3 separate regions of the Mus musculus genome follow, and all the other regions are linked to region 1. A link is a contact called in public promoter capture Hi-C data. All regions are on one chromosome and are shown on one strand. The core of a region is the stretch at or near the end of the contact, and the rest is flanking DNA. Distances in the headings are between cores, read along the strand shown.

Region 1 (3,568 bases), core at 708-3,207:
GGGTCCTATCAAGTGGAATGGGGATCACCTAGCCGAGACCCACAGGGACAGAGTGAAACTCTCTTTGGCACCCTGTCGCTCTTCTTTGCTTATCTTCCATCACTGCCCCTCACCCCCAGCCTAGTTTATCTGTTTGCCCTGTCCTGATGATCGGAAAAGATTCCCATTTCTATTATTCAGCACACATTGTCTTCTTCCCTCTCAGAATGTTCTTTCCCTTTTATCCCACTGTATACTAGGTTCTGCCTTGCAATATTCACAAAAAGTCTTCCACTGTCCACCATATACTATGCAGCCAGGCCTTCTGTGCAGATTTAACAAGGGTCTGCCCCTTGCCTCCAGCAAACAAGAACTCCATTTGTTCTACTTCTGTGCCTGCTGCAGATTTTATGCAGGCATTTCAAGCTGTAGCTTCAAAATAAATTTAAAAAGTAAAATCTCAATCTTACCTCTATGAATGTTTTTCTGTCGTGTATGTATGTATCCAGTACCCACAGAGGTCAGAAGATGGCATTGGACCCCCTGGGAGTGAACCGGGGTCCTCTGCAAGAGCAACAGTACTAAACCACTGAGCCAAATTCTCAGCCCTTTGTCTTCAGCTTTAGCTTTTTATCTGCCTCCCAGTTAAATACGGAAGCAGGGGCATGGTTCACTCACCATTTGTCTGTTTCAATAACAGACATGTAGTACTATAACCCATACTTTCTTGATCCCCTCCCCCAAACCTTAGAAAATGTTATTACATCAGATACTACTGTTGTTAATGTAGTGCTATAATAATATTGTCAATATTATTATACAGAAGTTGAGGGTTAGTCCAGCTTGGGGGCATGTGGATATATTCCCACATGTTCCACAGGCCAGTGGCTTGAGCCAAGGAATATCACAAGCAGCCTGGGAAAAATAGACTGTCTCTAAAAAGGGAAAGAGGATAGGAAGGAAGCTAGAGAAGAAAGGGAAAGAAAAAAAAAGGAAACAAAGATCTCAAATCAGCTTATAAGTGCAATGAAGATGTCACCCAAGAGCTAGGCTCAACCCGTAGAATATTAAGAACCTACCCGCCTGCAGTGGTGGCACACGTCTTTAGGCGTAGCACTTGGGAAGCAGAGGTCGACAGATTTCTAAGTTCAAGGCCAGCCTGGTCTACACAGTGAGTTCCAGGACAGCCAGGGCTACACAGAGAAACCCTGTCAAACAAACCTACCCTTACAAGGGGCCTAAGATACTAAGAAAAGTCCCAGGAAAAGCGTTGGGACAGTGATTGTGGGGGGGGGGGGAGGGGTCTATGAGGCCTGTCTCACATGATTTTGTAGCCTTCGGAAAAGGAATAAGCCAAACTTTTGTCATTTCACTCACTTTTCCTAAGCTGGCTTGTCCAGCCTCTGTTAAGGCTTTGGCAGCTGGGGTGACCTTGGAAGCAGCACCTTGTCCCAGAGTGATGGTGCGAAACAGTGAAAGATTGAGGCGGTTGGACTGGGCCATTCCTGAAGCTATAGGGGCAAACTCATGGCATCATCCTTAAAGATGAGTAGGAAGAGGGAAATGAAGGTGATTGTACTCCTTTTTTCGTCCCTTCTCTTTCTTGTCTGTTTTCTGGCCCTCCTGCATGGGTCCTACCGGCTGACTTACGAAAGAAATCCCGTAGGATAGGAGAGGGAGAAAAAAGCCACTGGTGGCAGTTACGGTAACTCAGTGGTTTACGCAAATGAATAGTTTATATATAATTTGCATGTTCATACACTTTTGGAAGTACATAAAATATCGGTACCTCCACGTCCCTCCACTGATCTTACCCACGCTACTTCCCTCTCGGCTTCCTTAGTAAAGCCTGTCTCTTAGGCCCGCCCTCAAACACAGGGCCCGCCTTCCCCCGTAAGCCCCTCCTCCCTGCCCCCCCTCCCTAGCTTCCAAAAGCTCTTCCCCGCCCCCTTTTCCTTTCTGAACAGGCGTGAGTCGGGCAGCTCACTCGACTCAGATTACGATGGCATCAGTAGTGTCCTGACACCGGGAAGCAGGAAAGCAATCTCCCGGAAGAAAGGCTCGGGCCCAGGGGACTCTTACATCGGAACCCGCCAAGGAATTGTTATTTTGTGTCCTGCTAGTGGGGTCCGGTCCAACTTGAAGTTGCGTGAAGGCCCCTTCAGGCGGCGCCGCGGGCAGCCCCGCAGCCGGGGCCTGGAGCAGCCGCCGCGGCCGCTGTCAGGGAAGCGCAGGCGGCCAATGGAACCCGGGAGCGGCCGCTGCTGCTGAGGCGGCGGTGTCGGCAGTCCGACCCCGACCGCCTGCACCCCCTCCGCGAGGGTTCCCCGGAGGTAAGCGGCTCCTCCCCCGTGAGTCGCCTTTGCCTGTGTGTGTGTGTGGGGGGGTCCTTCTGCCACCCTGTCCCGCCCAGCCTACCGCGACCTGGGTTCGACTACAAAACTGCCCCCCTGGTGGCAGCTGCACCCCGAGGTCCTTCACCCTTTCCTCTCGGGCCCGGGGTAGTCTTCTCTGCTTTCTGGCTTCCTCTTCAGTTTAGCCCCTCCCTCTGCCCCGTGGATTCCACCTCCCCACCAGCAGGACACACACTTCGTACCTCTGTTGCCTCTGTTCCGTAACTATCTTCCTAAGTCGTGAACCTTTTCCACATTTGACCCCTTCTACAATATCATCCATGTTTGCCTTCCTCGCCGTTTGTGTTTCTGCTCACAAGCCTCTTCCATGGACTCCGCCTTTATCCCTTTTCCTATTTTGCCCCACTCTTCCGAGTCTGTGCAATCTCAGCACAGAGTTCTCATTTCCCTCAGCTACAGATTGTATCCCTCTCTTCTGCTTCCAATTCCATGACCTCACCATGACCCACTCCCCCAGCTCCTGACTTCCAAGAATTGCCTATTCCCTTCTCCTTAAAGGATCTCAGACTACTGTCATCATACCCAGATACCATCCACTTTGACCTTAGTCCTCAACCCCTCTCTAGGGTGCCTGATGATACCTGAAGCTGTCTTTGGCTTCTCTTTCCCCTTTCTCAATCTCCAGCCCTCTGGAGGGCTTCCCGTAGGAGAAAGCTCTGCCGTGAACACCCCTACAGATAGTGATTTCCAACTTTTGACATTCTCTCCAGGGATTTCCAACTTTTGACATTCTCTCCAGGATTCGGCTGATGTTTGTCTCCCTCGGCTCTGTTTTCCCTGTGGTCTTTAAGTGTTCTCTATCATGCCTTTTATCTCCACATATGATTTCAGATCAGCTAAAGCTTGAACTAAGAAGATGTGAGAGGATGGGGAGCCACAGTTGTCTCAAGCTTTTCTGGACAGATGTGTGTTTCTGAAGGATGAAGCAACTTTTAAAGAAGTCTATCAATCAGATTACATTTTGTTGAGTGTTTAAGAGCAACCACTAGGAAAGATGCTCAGAAACTGAGCATGGAAACTGAATGAAGTTGTGAGAAATTTTGCTTTAGATTACTTTAGGATTTCTGTTAGATCACAGAATCTCCTACTCCTGTCTAGACCTAAGAGGAACCATTATTTTCCTGACTGAAGCTTAGTGGACTACTGTTGGTTAGTTTCATAAGCATTTGGACCTA
Region 2 (3,568 bases), core at 364-2,863, 1.2 Mb after region 1:
ATGTGGGCAGAGCTGTTCCAAGTACCATCCTGGAAAGAGTGCTCCAGCCAGCAGACTAAGAGTACTCCTAGAGCATTGGCAAAGCTTCCCCGCTCGTAGAGGTGGGGCAGAGAGTTGTTGCCAGGAGAGTTTTTGGAATCATTGGCCTCCTACTGGGGATGGCCAGATGCCATTAAAGATACAAGTTCTCTCATTCCGTTATGTCATTGGGTGACTTACACTGACATGGTCCTGACTTGGCTTAAGGGGGAGAGTGTACCGGACACAAAAATCTTCAGTCTAGGTGAGAGGTAACTTTTTAGGATAAATTAGTATCTATTATGACTTTCAGTTAATTGTGAACCTTACTGACCCATACATTTCCAAAATCCAGCATTGGGTCCTCCAAAACTTAGGCTCATATCCCTAGCATAGTAAATTCAGATGTCAAATGGCATCTGGGAAATCTCTGAGCACACAGGCTGCCAGCCTTCTGTATTCAGTATCTCCCAGCATCCTAGACCCACACTTAACCGAGCAGTCTCATGGTATTACAGCTAAAAAAGACGCCTCATCCAAAACACTCCATTTTCTAGACAAGAAGCCTGTTGGTTCACAGAGGCAGGGGACTTGGTCAAAACCAACGGTGGAAATCTGGGCTGTGCTTTGGTCAGTGCTTGTTCCAGACAATCCCAAGGTTTTATCTGGAGTAGACTGGTTCAGGTTGTACATCCTTGAAGTGCCTCTGGATCTGTCAGTCCAGGTTACCTGACAATAAAACAGAAAAGATTCAAGAAAAGGAGAACCCAAGCCAGTGTACGTACACACACACAAGAGGAGGTTGTTAATTGATAGGATGTATGTATGTATGTATGTATGTATGTATGTATGTATGTATGTATGTATTTTTGAGTCACTGGAGAGTGTGGTTAGAAAGGGAACTGTCCAGTTGATCAGACAAACTCCTCTAGCACCGCCTCTGCTACCAGCAATTGAATAGAAATGGGGAGGGGGAGGTCCTTGTACATAAACAGTCTGGACTGTTTTTGGAGGAGACAGATGACAGGGGCCCAGTTGTCACTGACTCTGACTATTGAGTACAGAAACCACACCTTGTTATCTCTGAGTCCTCTCACATAGCAAGGTGAACCTGGAGTCCAAGCTGTGGGTTTAGGAGAGGGTTTTTAATTCCAGGGAGCAGTGTGGAAGGGGAGGGAGCTGTTTTTAACGCAGCAAGAACTGCTGGGACTCCTGGGTTCTCTCATCCTAGCTTGGGTGCAAAGGAAGGGGCTACCTCATTCATCACCTGTCTATTTCCTCCACTTACTCCCCTAACCACTGCTAGTGTCTTTAATTCCTGGCATCTTTTGCTAGGGAGGAAGGGGCTGAGAAAGACTGTCATTTCCAGCTGTCACCCTGACAGTCCCCTCCAGTTCCTTCATCTTTTCTTCCTGTGTCCTAAGTCCCCCCCCCCCCCCCCCCGCCCCATCATCTTTTCTTTCGCCACCCCCACCCCCCACAATGGTCTCTCCCGCTGCTCACTGGCGCGGGGGAGGGAGGGTCGGAGGCGGGGCCGGAGCGCGTGCGGGGGGCAGGTCTGCAGTGCCGCTTCCCCTGGTACCGGGAGGAGCAGTCGCCGCTGCCGCCTCAGCCCTGTGGCTGGACCCCCTCCCTCACCCGGGGACTCCCTGACCCGGGGAACCAAGCTCAGGTGAGACCCCTCTCCTCTCACCTCTACCCCGCCCCGGGCAGAAGCATCCTCGTCTAGCCTTGCAGCCATTTTATCTCTGATGCTTTGCTTATGGGGAGGGTGACTGTCCCCGCTGTAGGGGTGAGGGTGGTGGTGGGGGTGATGGTGGTTTGGGGAATGGGCCATTTATTTCAATTGCTTTGAGAATATACTTGAATAAATAAATATATATGTGCAATACACATATATGTATTTGTATGTATATACACACATACATACATATGCGAGGATTTTTTTTCTACCTTAGCTTAAAGTCCCCATTACATAAACCTGGTGAGGGGCTGTTAGGTAAGCTGAGGTTCCCTCAAACTCCATCCTCTCCTCACCTTGATGTACGTCCCTCCCCAACCCCCCTCTCCCCCCCCCCCACCCATGGTAAATGACCTTGGCTGGGGCCATAGAATGAGTACAGCCGCTCTTGCCTGGACTTGGGTGGGTTAGGGGGTAGAGGAATCGGCTTGGTGAAGGATAGAAGGAATGAAACACTGGGCAGACAGACATGGGAAGCAACCAGGTGTTGGGGCTTGGCACTAGAGGCGCTTACTGAGGGGGTCAGGAGAGGGGCGCAGAAGGATGGTGGGAACCTGTCCAGCAGCAGGACCAGGGGTGGGAGCAGCCATGTAATCAGTTCCAGGGCCTCATGCCTGGTACCAGAGCTGAGGCTAGGTGGGGGTTGGGGGTCTCCGCAATCCTGGCAGAGGCGGTCCCTAAGCCTATGCATGTGAAACATTTTCTCTACATCCCTGGCCTCTCCGTGAGCATTTCTCCGTGAGCATTTCTCCGTGTACATTCTCAGCTGACACCTCCCCACCCCCCCAAACTGGATGCTCCCATCTTCCAAACCCAGGGGTAGATTGTAGGGGTGAGGCTCAGTCTTGTCAGTCTTGCGGAGGGGTAAGAGGGTCAGTTATCAAGCTGTGATGTGGGGGTGGGGGGCACTCTGGAATCTTCTCTGCCCCTTGTCCTTTTCAGTGGGAATCTTCTGATCAATGACTGCTTCTTCATGACCTTGTCACTTCTTAATGACCTGGCATGGGATGGGATGGAAACCTGGGTGGCCTCCAAAGCAGGGGCTTTGATTAGGGGGCCCGTCTGGACCTGAGCAGTTTACTTGAAAGGTTTGCTTACGAAGCCCTTTCCACATGCCCTTTCCACCTTCTGCAGAAAATTATGGACATGTTTCTTCCGGTCAGGTGAAGCCAGTCAGCCTTAAAGGACTTGGTAAATCCCAGTCTGGTCTCCTTTAACTCCACCTCTCCCAGTGCTGTCTCTCTTCCTCAGGCTCAGCCACTCTTGTGCTGCTCTGCAGGCTAAATATAGCACGACTTCCTCACCAGCTCAAAGAATTTGTCTTCTTTCTCTCCCTCCTGGGCTTGGTGGCCCTGGGGGGGCACTGGCTGTTGAGCCACTGTGTGCTGTTGTGGCTGGGGAGCCTTTCCTACCCCCACAGCTGAGGGGAAACAATGTCAACAGGCATGGGAAACAGCTCCTGGTGGGTCCAAATCTTCCTTCAGGGTTTGAAGAGGGATCATGGTTGGGAAAGAGAGCCGAGGTACACAAATTGCCTTGGCGCTGGGGATGCTATTCCCTGAACCATGAAGAAAAGGTGACATCGAGGCCACTGTTCCTGGTCACTGTTGTCCACTGCTTACATCTTTCCTTGCCAGTGTATCTTTCTGAATGACAAGGCATTATTTACCCTTTTCCACTAGTGTGTGTGTGTGTGTGTGTGTGTGTGTGTGTGTGTGTGTGACTGGTCAAGCCTTTGACTGGGTGGGAGCAGAGGAGATTATTTTAGGGGAATGATATTGCTCTTAACCCAGGCTTGTGTCCTCTGTT
Region 3 (3,568 bases), core at 730-3,229, 1.1 Mb after region 1:
TGTGACAGTGTCTGCACACTGAAAGAGAAGCCGCTCCTAGATAGGCAAAGAAACGGACAGCATAGGAATGGGAAGGGAGTCACTTAATGGATTAGGGACTGGCTGAGCTGGGACCAGAACCCAGGTGGCCTGGCTTCCAGCCCAGCTGACCACACTGCTACCCACACAGACAGAGCTGGCCAAGACAAGTAGCCCATTGAGCAATTACACAAACAACAATGCCTGATGGATGGTCGGAGTAAGAAACAGGCACAGAGCAATGGCAACCCCATCACTTCCTGATCCCTAAATTTCCAGGCAGGCCTACAATGTGCGATCGCTTAAATGGCTTTGACCAGCAACTTGGCTCAACTTTTTAATCTGGACCACTTTTTGTGGTCATTGCCACAAAACAAAAACAAAAACAAAAACAAAAACAAAAACAAAACAACAACAACAACAAAACCAACCCCTCTGCCTTGTACTTAAGGTGGAGAGAGCCTTTGAGCTCCATACCTGGTCCTAAGGAGTGTGTGAAAGTGTGTTAAACATAGTTAATCGATGAGTGTGAAAGCAGCTCTCAGTTTTGCAGAGTTCTGCCTTCCCACATCAGACTTAGCCAGCAGGGGCTAGTATGATCTACGGAATTCAGTGAGACCAAATCCTACCCTCTTCTCAAATTTGTCACAAAATAGTAGTTGCAATCGGTACTCCCTGGATCTTCTAAGCTCTGGCTTGCTAAGTTGCATTGTAAGTTGTGGTATCTTCCAAAGGCACCAGCTACTTTGCTTGGCTGAGACATGTATACGTGGCCTTAGGTTCAGCCCTAAACTTTCAACTCTAAACTTAAGGGTATTTTTCCAGTGGGTTTCCTGTTTCAGGTGTCAGTTCCTAGTCTGGATAATTCTGTGCTCTATCCTTCCCCATTAGAAACCAAAATTCTCAGCGAATACTGAGGAAAATGAAGAGCCAACTGCATTATGCTTTTACATAAACCCAGTGAACATAATTTTGATAATAAACACTGCCTTGAATGTGTGGATTCTAGAGATCTGAGTTAAATTTTAGGATTCATTTGGTTAGAGTATAGCATAAGCTGGGCCCATTTTTGTGTTTTCAATAAAGTAGTTCTTCTGGAAGCAGTCCATATTCCTTTACAAACATGAAAGGCTGAGATGGCTTGTTTGTGTGCTCCTAGGCACAGCTCATTGTAACCTCCGTGACATATATGTTTGTTTTGCTTTATATAAAATATTTCAGTGAATTCTATTAATACTAAATTGTTAGATTGCTGATGCTTGGGATTTATGTCTTGTTGCGTTTTCTATTTCCAGTCTTCCAGAATACAGTGCTTTTACAACAGTAGGGCTTCAATAAGTAAAGGCATTGAGTTATGCTGTAATGTTGTAAAAACACATTGACAATGTGTTTTTACAACATTAACTAAAAAACTGACTGTGGCAGGGATGTTACTAAGGGAGTATTGTTATGCAAGTGAATATAGCAAAGGGTACGTTCACGTCAAGAGTGAAGGAACAAGGGGAATGCATAGCTGGGTGGGGCTGGTTTGTAAGAAGCGATGTTCAATTCAGTCTGGTTGGTCCAGGATTGCGTGGAGTAACTAGAATTTCAACCTTCTCAAGTATTTTTATCCTTCTCACCTTTCGAAAGCTACTCCGCCAGTCTCCATTTCTTCCCTTAGGGCTGGCGCCAACTGATGCGACCCCAAAGTCTTAACAGTCCATGCCGAGCTCCCAGCTCCCGCTCAAAAGTGCCTCCGCCCGGGGGCTCGGGGACGCGAGCCAAAAACGCGCGGGGTCACGCGCCGGGCAAGCGCCAAACCGGCCACAGCCCCAAAGCGGTCCCGAGGGCGGGGCTGCTGCGGGGAGGGGCGGGGCGGGACGGGGCGGGGCCGGCCGCGCCGGGCGGGAGGAGGCCCGGGGGCGGCTAGGGTGTCACCGCCAACCCGCTCCGGCCGGAAACGGGCGCTTGTTTCCGGCCGGACGGCCGAAAGCCACCGATCCTGAACCAGCCGCTGGAGTCGGAGTGGCGACCCGGTGTGGAGGAGCCGGCGGAAAGCCATTGGGAAGAGGCCAGCTCCGGTCAGTCCCGGCTTGGCTCCAGCTCTATCTCCTGTGGAGAGCAACAGCCGCGGTCGCAGTGTCCGCCTCCGCCTCCATCGTCGTCGGGGGAGGGGCCGCTTGGACCCCGGGGTCACTGCCGAGGAATGAGGCGAGGCGGCCGGGCCCCGCGCTCCGCCCCGGCCTAGAGCCTTGCCCCGAGAGTCGCGAGGGTAACGGAGACCCCAGCCCTGACACCCTCCCCATCTCCTCCCCGCTCCTCCCGCCTCTCCAGCGCCCCAACTCTGCGTCGTCGAGCTCCACTGCTCACTCTCTCTGACGAGACTTCACCTGAAGCCATCTCCCCCTGAGCACCCGCTCTCTGCTTGGTCCCCACCTTCCTCCTTCACGCCAATCTTTCACCTGCGTCCTGCGCTCTCAGCCCTGGCCGGCGGTTCCTGTCCCTTCCCCAGCTGTGCTGGGCAGTTTGGATAGTCCCCTCTTGTCAGCTAGACTTTGGGAGACGGATGGCGGAGTTTTAGGGTGGTCTAGATGCAGCCCCCCCCCCCCAAGTAGGATAAAGTTCTTTTAAAGTCACTATAAAAGTAAAAAAGAAAAGCCAAGTTTGTTCTTAACGATAGCCAAACTGAGGTGCGTCCAGTAATGGAGGAAGGGGGGTAGGGAGGGAGGAGAGAGAGAGGGAGAGGGGAGAGAGGAGAGAGGAGAGAGAGACTGTGGTGAGTGTAGGTGTAGAAATTCTAGGGCAGGCTTATGGACTTCAGAAAAAAAAAGTTTCTGTGCGCTGATGGAAACTTTAGAAGCTGATGATGAGTAAGCTGGGGGCTGTGTGATCGCACTCTTCTCATAATTACTAGGTTAACGGTGTGGCTCCTGTTGAGATGGAATGGGATTTGTTTACTGGGCCGGCGTATTTTTAGCCTGTCGGCTCACAAGGACCAGCCCTCAGAGTCTGTCTCTCTTCTCTGGTGATAGAGTGTCAGTCTAACATAGGTGTCTTTTCTGGGCACAAGACACATGTAAAAATGGGGAAGTTGAGAGAAGCGAACTGGTGAGATTTGATCTAAGAGGTTATTCCCCCTCCCCCAAATTTTTTTTTCCCCTTAGGGAATTTTCATGACTGCAAAGCCAATCGCTAACCCGCTTTGACTTTGGCTTTCTTTATCTTTTTGTGAATACTACATAGGGTGTTTTATTTAGAAGCTGGTAATTTGTGGGTCTTTGGCTTTTCCTACAATATACTTAGGTCTTTTAGGATGCTGGATCCCTTTGTGTCTCAAAACCTGTCAGGTGGATAAGAAAAATAAGGAGAAGTGGTGGTAAGAAGACTCCAAAGGAGTAGCTAATTTCTATTTTTTATTTTTTTCTATGTTGCATATCTAAAAAGACATTTAGGAAATGTGTTTCTTAGTCAATGAGATTCTGTTCCTGAGGGATGGAGAAGTCTGCCAGGGAGAATCAGACTTGTAGTTAAATGTTGGCAGTATATAACTTACATAGGAACACATTCT

The links. Promoter capture Hi-C pulls out the DNA fragments that hold promoters and counts their contacts. Capture Hi-C pulls out chosen DNA fragments and counts their contacts.
Region 2: a contact with region 1 is called in a promoter capture Hi-C map of liver. The contact joins the promoter of Sv2a here to the promoter of Pi4kb in region 1. A contact is called at or near these places in 1 of 39 promoter capture datasets (pre-B cells) and 2 of 9 other capture datasets (adipose tissue and liver).
Region 3: a promoter capture Hi-C map of pre-B cells shows a contact between it and region 1, with 3 times the contacts expected there. The contact joins the promoter of Otud7b here to the promoter of Pi4kb in region 1. A contact is called at or near these places in 3 of 39 promoter capture datasets (erythroid cells, liver and pre-B cells).

What each region holds. Positions count from the first base shown.
Region 1 is chr3:94,972,774-94,976,341 of GRCm38.p6, forward strand. Pi4kb (phosphatidylinositol 4-kinase beta) reads left to right here and starts at 1,958. Exons shown (of 11, transcript NM_175356.3): 1 at 1,958-2,312. It overlaps B230398E01Rik (a long non-coding RNA gene), which reads right to left. Exons shown (of 4, transcript XR_003954666.1): 2 at 2,576-3,568.
Region 2 is chr3:96,179,614-96,183,181 of GRCm38.p6, forward strand. It overlaps Sv2a (synaptic vesicle glycoprotein 2 a), which reads left to right and starts at 1,614. Exons shown (of 13, transcript NM_022030.3): 1 at 1,614-1,690.
Region 3 is chr3:96,102,548-96,106,115 of GRCm38.p6, forward strand. Otud7b (OTU domain containing 7B) reads left to right here and starts at 1,980. Exons shown (of 12, transcript NM_001025614.1): 1 at 1,980-2,272. It overlaps Gm30044 (a long non-coding RNA gene), which reads right to left and starts at 1,809. Exons shown (of 2, transcript XR_375856.2): 1 at 1,641-1,809.